Linked DNA regions of Sus scrofa: regions 2 and 3 are each linked to region 1. Evidence: chromatin contacts called from public HiChIP or PLAC-seq and promoter capture Hi-C data. All regions are on one chromosome and are shown on one strand. Each heading gives the region's core, a stretch centred on a gene start, on an enhancer-like site or on the middle of the called end of the contact. The rest is flanking DNA. Distances are from core to core; before and after follow the strand shown. Region 1 holds the start of CNKSR3 (connector enhancer of kinase suppressor of ras 3). Region 2 has its middle 75 kb from the start of SCAF8. Region 3 has its middle 55 kb from the start of SCAF8.

Evidence for each region. Promoter capture Hi-C pulls out the DNA fragments that hold promoters and counts their contacts. HiChIP or PLAC-seq counts read pairs in DNA pulled down with a chosen protein or histone mark.
Region 2: a contact with region 1 is called in a promoter capture Hi-C map of liver, with 3 times the contacts expected there. The contact joins the enhancer-like site here to the promoter of CNKSR3 in region 1. A contact is called at or near these places in 2 of 5 promoter capture datasets (fetal liver and liver), 7 of 47 Hi-C or Micro-C datasets (brain, fetal heart ventricle, fibroblasts and 3 more) and 1 of 2 datasets of contacts at active chromatin or transcription factors (skeletal muscle).
Region 3: a contact with region 1 is called in an H3K27ac HiChIP or PLAC-seq map of skeletal muscle. The contact joins the enhancer-like site here to the promoter of CNKSR3 in region 1. A contact is called at or near these places in 6 of 47 Hi-C or Micro-C datasets (alveolar macrophages, brain, fibroblasts and 3 more) and 1 of 2 datasets of contacts at active chromatin or transcription factors (skeletal muscle).

The regions. Positions count from the first base shown.
Region 1 is chr1:12,296,136-12,299,129 of Sscrofa11.1, forward strand. CNKSR3 (connector enhancer of kinase suppressor of ras 3) reads left to right here and starts at 1,605. Exons shown (of 13, transcript XM_021086603.1): 1 at 1,605-2,090. The coding sequence starts at 2,039.
Region 2 is chr1:12,194,736-12,198,175 of Sscrofa11.1, forward strand. No RefSeq gene overlaps it. Among named protein-coding and RNA genes, the nearest start is that of SCAF8, 75 kb to the left of the region's middle. Within about 2 kb of position 1,871, at least 10 of the 83 cell types and tissues checked have an H3K27ac peak or open chromatin away from gene starts, as enhancers often do. A contact at or near this core is called in fetal liver and liver, where this site is marked.
Region 3 is chr1:12,175,614-12,178,551 of Sscrofa11.1, forward strand. No RefSeq gene overlaps it. Among named protein-coding and RNA genes, the nearest start is that of SCAF8, 55 kb to the left of the region's middle. Within about 2 kb of position 1,493, at least 6 of the 83 cell types and tissues checked have an H3K27ac peak or open chromatin away from gene starts, as enhancers often do. A contact at or near this core is called in retroperitoneal adipose tissue, where this site is marked.

The sequences.
Region 1 (2,994 bases), core at 355-2,854:
CTGATATTAAGTTTAAAAGTCAGTCCATCTTTTTATTTTATTTTTTAAAGGACAACTACTCCATTTTTAATTTTGTCATTGCCTATACCAAATTTCCTGGTCTACAGACGACCCTTGCTCAAAAAAAAAAAAAATCGTTGTATTTGCTAACTGCATTATTTCTGGGTTGCTGTGGCTCCTCTCTCCTGTGGATAAGTTGCATGGAAGGCGGGTCTGAAGTTTCTCTTTTTAAAATGTATGTCTTCTTCTTGGGTGCTCCAGCTCATCACACTCTACAGCAGCTACTCAGGCCTTCTGCTAGCCGTCCGTCAACACATGCATCCAAATAGACCTGTATAACCAGTACCTAACACACTAATTCGACGGCTTTTTCATGAATGCGGGGCTGACACACAGGAGGCATTCCACTAATATGTATTGAATGAATAAATGCCAACCACACCTTTGGCTCTGTGCTAGGTGCTACCAGCTAGGCGGTAGCAAGAGGGAAAGGAGAAAAAGCTCTATATAAGATCGGGTGAATTCTGCCCGCAAGGGGGTAACCGTCTCCAAGGGAAAGATGCAAATAAATAACCACAACTGAAAGTAGGTATCGCTAAGTGCCAAAAGAATCTCGGTGAGCAGAGCTCCCTGGGGCTGGAGGGGGGATGCAGTGGGGCTTGACGGAGGAGGGGTAGATATTAGGATTTAGGATTTTCCCCCAGTTCAGGCCCCAGCTTGAGTCCCTGCAAGTAAAAGGGCCCTTCTCCTGCCAGTCGCTGAAACTGTGCACAAGCTATGTTTTGGGTGGGGGTAGGGAGCTGGTTAACCACTTTCCCTTCGAGATTGATGACTAATTCAAATGAGCATTAGCTCACTTTGCAAATATGCATATTGCAATACGGCAATATAGAACGCTAAAAGCTACCAAATGATTCATTTTAGTCCCGAAGTTGACATACTGCCAGAGCATTAAAAGAGAAGTGAGTTAAATTTTCTCGATGTCATCCAAAATATAAATAAAATAAAATCGTCTTCCCGTAAGAAACCTAAAAGGAGGAGGACTTGATCGCAGAGCGGTATTGATACAAAGCACTTAGAACGGACAGAACATGCAGATCTTTATTTTTTACTTTCTCATTTTTCTTTCGTGTATTGTTGCTCACGGCGAGACAGACCGTTCTGTTACCAATAGGACCCGGGCCTCACCCAAGCCAACCGGCTCTCCAGGATGCGCTCACGGTCTACACCCCGCCCCTTGAAGAGGAAAGCAGGGCCCGGGCCACTCGGGGTGTGCTGAGAAGGGCTTAGAGAGGGAAAGTAACAGGAGCTGGCCTTTCGGGCGGCCCGTCCCCCTCCCCCTCCCCCGAGTTTCGCGGGGTGTCCGGCCCCGCCCCCTCTTTTATTCCGAGCGCGCCGCCGGGAGCTGAAACTTTGTAACCGGAGCGCGCTGGCCCAGCGCTCCTCCCCGCCCCGGTGCGGCCAGCGAGGGAGGCGCAGGAGGTGGGACCTGCGGGCGGGAAGGCTGGGGACGCCAGCGCACGCGGAGCAGGGACCCGGGAGAGTTCGCCGCCCAGAGGAGGAGCTGGAGCGGGAGCGGAGTGCGCGGCCCCAGAACCGGAGGCAGCGGTCGGGGCCGGAGGCGCAGAGGAGCGGCGGGGAGCGGCCGGGCCGGGAGGGTCCCGTGTGGAGCCGAGGCCCGGGTGTCTGGGCTCGAAGCCCCTCGTCCCCGCAGCTGCCATCGCCCAGGAGCAGCAGCTGTGCCCGGGGTCCCGGCGGCGGCGGCGGCGGCGGCGAGGGGAGGAGGAGGAGCTGCAGCTGGACGGTGGCAGCTGGAGGAGGAGCCGCGCGGCTGTCCCGTGCGCCGGGGAGAGGGCCGGCCGCTCTGCCGGGGCTGCGCCGCGCTGAGATGCCCCGCTGACCGCGGCCATGCAGCCTTGACCGGGCGCTCGGACGTGGGGACCGGCCGCGGGGCGCGCCCTCCCGGGAAGGGGCAGCGGGTGCGGACAACAGGACTTTACTGCCGACTCCAGCCCCGCTGGGTGCCCAGCCATCCACCATGGAACCCGTGACCAAGTGGAGCCCCAAGCAAGTGGTGGACTGGACGAGAGGTGAGCGGGCCTGGGGGAAGCCCGGCGTCTGCAGCCCCGCGGATCGGGCCGGCGGGTCGGGGGCGCTCCGTCCCTCCCGCGGCGAGAAGCTTTGAGAGCGCCGCGCGGTGACAATGTAAACTTCTCCGGAGTGGCCTGTTCGCCCTTAGCTCTTCTCGGGGGTGCGGGTTGTGACAAGCCGAGGGAAGCCCGATCTTTAAACCGGTGGGTGGTGGTGGCCGCTGAAGGGGGGCTGAGGGTTGGAGTGCGGCTGTCGGACGCGGGTGGCCGTCCCTGCGCTGCTTGGGTACCGTCCCCGGCGCCCCGGCTGCCCGTCCTGGAGCGCAGAGGCACAAGGCGCCTTTGTGTGGGTGACTCCCCTCGGACCTCGTAAATGCCGCCAGCCCAGAGCAATTCTCCGGCGTGACGAGGCGGTGGGACAGGTAAAGGGAGACTCCGGCGGCGCGGCGAGCCGCTGTGTTTTTGTTGGAGGAGAGAGGGCTGCGCGGGAGCCAACTCTCCGGCACTCGCGCCGGCGAGGAGCCTTGAGCCAGACTCCCCGGCCCTCGGCGACTTTTGCTCCGGGAAGGCGCCAGTACCCCCCCGCTGGCGCTGCATGTTTAGGCCACGTTTAAACCCTGGGAAGAAGTCTTTAACGGTCGGGACCCATTATCCCGAGTTACGCTGTCATCTGGGATGAGGAAAAGCCGTGGGTTGGAGGGGCAGCGGGTGGTGCAGCAGAGGTGGAAGCTTGTGCCCCGCGCTGTCACGCTTGCCTTTTGAGTACCTCCCAAGATTTCGAGGGACAGGTGATGGAGATTCCGCAAGACTCTTTGTACCTTTTTAAGAGAACAGGTCCACCCAAAGCAGTATTTTCGCAGACTCCTCCCCCTCCCCCTCCCAGCTCAGCATCTCTCTCTTTTCA
Region 2 (3,440 bases), core at 621-3,120, 100 kb before region 1:
ACAGCTCAGTGGAAAGATAGGAAAGTTCAAGACACCAATTTCAGGGCCACAGGCAGAAGAAAAATTGTTAACTTTCTCTATCGTTTTGCTAACTTTTCCTGATCGCAATTAAGACATTGGCAGTAAAAACTGATAATTCCACCGAGTGAAATATTTGGGCTTTGCGTCTACTTAAGAGTGACCTTGGCATTGACCAGTTTTGTTAAAGCGTAGTGGCCACTCTCGGTCACCCAGTTCTGCAAGAATCAAGTCATTAGCTACTGCAGGTGCTGCCCTTCGAGGCGCCCTGGAAGGAATTCAAGGCAGGGATCAGGAAGGAGGCGCTCTGTGTTCTGGGGGCAGAACAGGCCTACAGATAGTCAGATATTTTCAGGAGAAATATAGTAGGAACCTGGATTCTTGCATCTTCCCATACTTAGAAAAGCACTAAAACCATAAACAAAGATGCCTGTTCCTTGTGACCAGCAGCAACCTTCTACCAAGAGGTGTGCTTAGTTGCTGGTACCCTTGGCCAAAATCACCTATATCCTGAGTGCCCCCTTACCTCTCTGGTTTCAGAGCTCTCAAAAAGACTGTCTCTTGGGGTCGAATTCTCAGGAAGACACTGAATAAACGCACCATACAGGTCTTAGGTTGTGTGCTTTTTTACAAGTCAACACTGGTGTAGGACTGAAGTAAGACTGCGTTAAACTTTCACTGAAAGTTCGGCTTAACCACAGAAAGTTACTTTAGAGTTCATCTCTATTCCATCCTCTCATTTTGCTGACTGAAAAATCAAAGACTGTGAGTTCCCGCTGTGGCATAGTGGGTTAAAGGATCTGGTGTTGCCACAGCAGCTGCGGCTCAGATTCCCACAGCCACAGCCATGCCAGGTCTGAGCCTCATCTGCAATCTACACCGCAGCTCTTGGCAATGCGGGATCCTTAACCCACTGAGTGAGGCCAGGGGTCAAACCTGCATCCTCATGGATGCTAGTCAGATCGGTTTCTGCTGAGCCATGACGGGAACTCTAAGAATAATTTTTCCGTGTGAAGACTAAGTCCATGGAACACATTTCCTCAGAAAGGGCTTCTGGTTAAACTGCCCAGAGATTAAGTTTATGCATGAAGATTATTATTATTAAGAACAACTAGAGTTTCTCTAAGTTTTTTTCTTTCTTTTTTTTTTTTTTGACCACACCCACAGCATGTGGAAGTTCTCAGAACCTGCACACAGCAGTGACCCAAGCCACAGCAGTGAAAATGCAGGTCCTTAACCCTCTGTGCCATCGGGGAACTCCTTTCTGAGTACATTTTTGGCCTCATGCGTTTAATCGCATAGAAGGCAACCCGTGGCTTTTCAGAATATATCTGTATCAGGAATAAGATAAGAGGCTGATTTAACTCAGTAGGAAGTCTTCTTAGTGAAAATCCGTTTAAATGGAAATGACGTTATGTTTCTCCCAGTCACCAGAAACATCCTTTCAGAATATTGATCCTTACAAATCAAAACCAAAAATTAGCAACAGTCAGAAATGAATGCAATTCCTTTTCCCTAACGGCCCATGTTATTAGAAAAACAATAACGTTAATCGCCCAGTTTGGCCATTGGAAAGCTGTCAAGAGGCAAATTCAGGGAAATTCATATTTGCGGAATTATGAAAGAAATGCAGTTTTGAAAGTCAGAGTCCTGTGGTGAGAACAGAAATCTGTGGAAATATTTAAATGCACCAGGCTTTGCGTTTAGAATTGGCCGCAAATTCTTATCATTCAGGCTGGTTGTTTTTCTTCTAAAAAGAAAACAGGAAACTTCTCAGAAAGCCACTGGCTCTAGGCTTAAAATCAAAGTGACCTTTGGAGCTAATTACAGGGTTTAAACAAATCAGCTGAAGACGGTGGTGTCACTGGCTTTCTTAGCGGCTGTTTTTGCAGTGACCGGATTTCAGGGCATGGAGGACAGTTGTCTCCAAAATATAAAAAAGGAAATGTGAGAGCAGAAATCTTCTCCGAGATGAATTCCTAGTTTTTTTCTCTGGCTCCTAATTTAGCTAATCCAGCTCCTGTGACATATATCCTGTTAAGTTCACATTTTGATTTTACTTTCTTTTTCTTCTGCTTTTTTTAGGGCTGCACCTGTGGCATATGGAGGTTCCCAGGCTAGGAGTCCAATCAGAGCTACAGCTGCCAGCCTACACCACAGCCACAGCAATGCAGGATCCGAGCTGCATCTGTGACCTACACCACAGCTCAGGGCATCGATGAATCCTTAACCCACTGAGCGAGGCCAGGGATTGAACCTGCAACTTCATGGTTCCTAGTCGGATTCGTTTCCACTGTTCCACGGGCAGGAGCTCCACATTTTGATTTTACTAAGCCAGACTTTCTTTCATAAGAAAAATACTGAGTACTTATATACTTTAGATATTTACCTATATACTTTTATCAAAGAAGACATCAGCGTTTTCTTCAAAATTTTGTCTTTATGATTTGTTCTTTTTTTTTTTTTTTTGCATTTTTGGCCATCCTGAGGTACATGGAGCTCCCGGGCAGGGATCACATCCAAGCCACAGCTGCAACTTAAGCTGCAGCTATGGCAATGCTGGATTTTTAAGCCCCTCTGCCAGGCAGGGGATCGAATCCGAGTCCCAGTGCTCCCAAGACGCTGCTGATCCTGTTGTGCCACAGTGGGAGCTCCCTGATTTGTTCTTATGATTTGGAATAGGGCTCCATTTATAAGGAGTTTAAAATTTCCCTTGATCGCTCTTGCATGCCCTATCTCTGTTATCAAAATACATCAAATCATATCCATTGTAAGGTATATCGGATACATAAATCCAAGAGGTAACTTGGGAAGAACAAAATTTCTTTTTCCTTCTATTTGGGAATAAGTAGGGTTGATCTATGTGAACACTGGCAATGGGGTCTTTTCTGTGCTGCTATTGGAATAGAAACCCAAATGGTCCATGGATTCAGGGCAAAACGCTAAGGAGGAAAGACAAAGGCAAGTCTGGTCACAATTAGTTATCAATATCCCTGAGAAAGAAAACATGAGAGTTCCCGTTGTTGTGCAGTGGAAATGAATCCGACTAGGAACCATGAGGTTGCAGGTTCGATCCCTGGCTTTACTCAGTGGGTTAAGGATCCGGCGTTGCCATGAGCTGTGGTGTAGCTCGCAGACGAGGTTCAGATCTGGTGTTGCTGTGGCTGTGGTATAGGCTGGCGGCTACGGCTCTGATTCGACCCCTAGCTTGGGAACCTCCATATGCCATGGGTGCGGCCCTAAAAAGACAAAAGACAAAAAAGAAAGAAAGAAAGGATGGCCTCCCGTTGACTGATTAACTTTGCATCCATAAAATTGTCTTTCCTTCCACTCCATAGCCAAAAATATAGGGAAGAATAAAAAAATAAGGCTCTTTGCTTTGGTTTGGTTTGGTTTTCCTTCTTTTGTATTCAATAAAGCTG
Region 3 (2,938 bases), core at 243-2,742, 120 kb before region 1:
CTGCACGTAGAGCATGTTCACGAGATAGCTGTTTAAAACATGCCCACACAGGGAGTTTCATTTGTGGCTCAGTGGTATGGGGGCTCAGTATGGTGTCTGTGAGGATGAGGGTTCAATCCCTGGCCCCGATCAGTGGGTTAAGGATCCAGTGTTGCGATGAGCTGTGGTGTAGGTCACAGACGTGGCTCTGAGCTAGCCTTGCTATGGCTTTGGCTGTGGCTGGCAGCTGCAGCTCCAATTCAGCCTCTAGCCTGAGAACTTCCATGTGCTGCTGGTGTGGCCCAAAAAGACAAAAAAAAAAAAAAAAAGAGAGATAGAGAGAGAGAGAGATCTTTGTTGAAAATATTATGTCCTTGAGTGGTTAGAGCACCAATATTCTGGATAACAGTTGAAGCTGATAACTAATTTCCCTAGAGAGACATCTATTTCCCAGAATATAAAAGCTTAGAATGTTACTCAGCTCCAGAGTATTTACCCAATTAGACTCAGAAAAGAAAGGAAGGAAAATAGTATGTGGCCAGTTCTTATTGTCTCAGCATTTTTACCTACATTATCCCAGGTACCAGATGTGGAAATAAGGGTTCACAAAAGAAGTGACTTGCTAAATGTCTGTAGTGTGCAGAAGAGCTGAGATCTGAGCTCAGTCTGCCTGAAGTTGAAGTCCAAGCTCTTTCTACTTTATTGCACTACCTGTGCAGAAAGAACTCTAATTAGAGAACAGGCAAGAGGCCAATACTTTGGACAGGGAGCCCTCCTGGGTTCTGTTGTGTCATCCAGGCAGGCGCATGCATGTAAGACTGACTCTTCATCATGAGAGCTGAACTGTCCTGCCCTTCTCTGCTAAGAAAGCAAACCAGAGAACCTGCAGGCAGAAGGGGTGTGCCCAGAGGGTCTGGCTTTGAGAAGCCTGATCATTCCATAGGGGTCATGGAAAGACAGGTCCAGGAGTTCCCTGTGGCTCAGCAGGTAAGGATCCAATGTTGTCACCACAGTGGCTTGGGTTGCTGCTGTGATCTGGGTTTGATCCCTGGCCGGGAACTTCTGTGTGTGGTGGGCGTGGCCCAAACCCTCTTCCCTAAACAAAAAACAGGTCAGGTCCTGCACCTTTCATTCTGGTTCTCTGCCCCATCCTGCCATTGCCGTTCTCCGAATCCACACTTCCCAGAAGATCCTCCAAAAACCCCTTCATGGCAGAGGATGTGCCTTGAATTACTTTTGTGCCCTTTTTGTACCCTCCATCAGATTCAAAACTTGTTCAAGACTCTTTTGGTGAATCGTGGGCATGATATTCTTACTGCATGTTGCTTGGCTCAAGTTGAAAAATTGGTGCTTCATCACTAAGACAGGTTTTTTCTCATGAACTCCACCCTGGATGCCCTGTTGACTGGAGCAGGAAGCGCTGTTGCGATCACAAAGCAATGCATGATTCACGGGAAAGCCTGCCTTGATTCCGCCACTGCGGCTGCCTCCCAGGTCATGAGTTTTGAGATGCTTCAACATAAGGGGAATTTCCAGTCTTGTTTTGATTCCTTTTCCCTGAATCTCCCTGCTATCCAGGCTCTCCTCCCTGAAAATGTCACATTTTCCATGTAGTTCAAAACAAAACAAATGACAACAGGACCATACATCATAAAACCAGAAACTCTTAACCAGCAACAGTGATCATTTAGAAGCCAGCCACACACGCACGCACCCCTCCCGGTGTTCCTTTCATTTCCTTCCACATTTTTTTGGCCGCATCCATGGCATGCAGAAGTTTGGAATCAGGGATTGAACCTGCAGCGGTGACTGGAGCCACAGCAACGACAATGCTGGATCCTTAGCCCACTGAGCCACAAGGAAACACGCCATTGACATTCTGAAGCTCAGGCTAACAAGAGAAATTCTAAAAGTTTCCTTTGGCAGGCAGACACCAAACATATATATTCCATCTCTTACAGAAAAAACCCAAGAAACACTATTTTCCTTTGCTTTACTCAGAGTTGCTGGGGTTATTCTACATGTTTCCATTGGTGCTGAGTGGGGAGCTTTAGCTCTGCCTGTTTCCTGGTTCTGGCCCACACGCCCGTCTCCATCTCACGTCTCACAGTGGCTAATGTCCCCTATTTATGGGCTGTGAACACAGCGGTTTGCAGAATGTGATTCCAGCTCCCCTTTCTCAAAATACTCTTCCCCCGTTCTAGCTGTTCCCAAACCTGAACCACATAATTTCTTTTCTGGTTAGTGAGGCAGGTGCAGGCAGAAGGCCACCCCAGAGGCAGGAGAGGCCCTCATTAGCACAAATGCTTCCATCAGCTGACCGGCAGGAGGGTGAATCCAGAAGCCACGTCCTGAGGTGTACAGACTCCAGGCAGTAGCAGAAGAACCAGCAAACTTCAGGTGACTTCGCACACTTGAAATTGAATCAAAAAGGAAGGTACCCAGAAGAAGTGGGAGAGGCCTGGGGTTGAGAAGACAAGCTTACTGTTTTGCTTCGACCTGGCCTCTCCTGTTTGGGTAATAAACTCCTGTATCTGCTTCACTATTTACTTACTTACTGATGCAGAAGTTCCCAAGCCAAGGATTGAACCCACGCCATAGCAGTTACAATGCTGGATCCTAAAACACTCTCTAGGCTACCAGGGAATGCCAGGTTCTGTAAATGGAGATGAAAAGAGGAATACAAAAATTAGAAATCATAGAGCAGTGTCAGAAACAATTTAACTAAAAAGGTCATGAGAAGACAGGAAATCTGTGTTGATACATTGTAAATAACCACGGATGTTCCTTCCAATAATGGAACTCAACTACCTAATTGTTCTCAGATATAATGCCTCTTTAAAAACTGAAAAGCCTTGGGAGTTCCCTTCGTGGCTCAGCAGTTAACCAGTCTTACTAGCATCCCTGAGGATGCAGGTTCGATACCTGGCCTCTCCCAGTGGGTTAAGGATCCAGCATT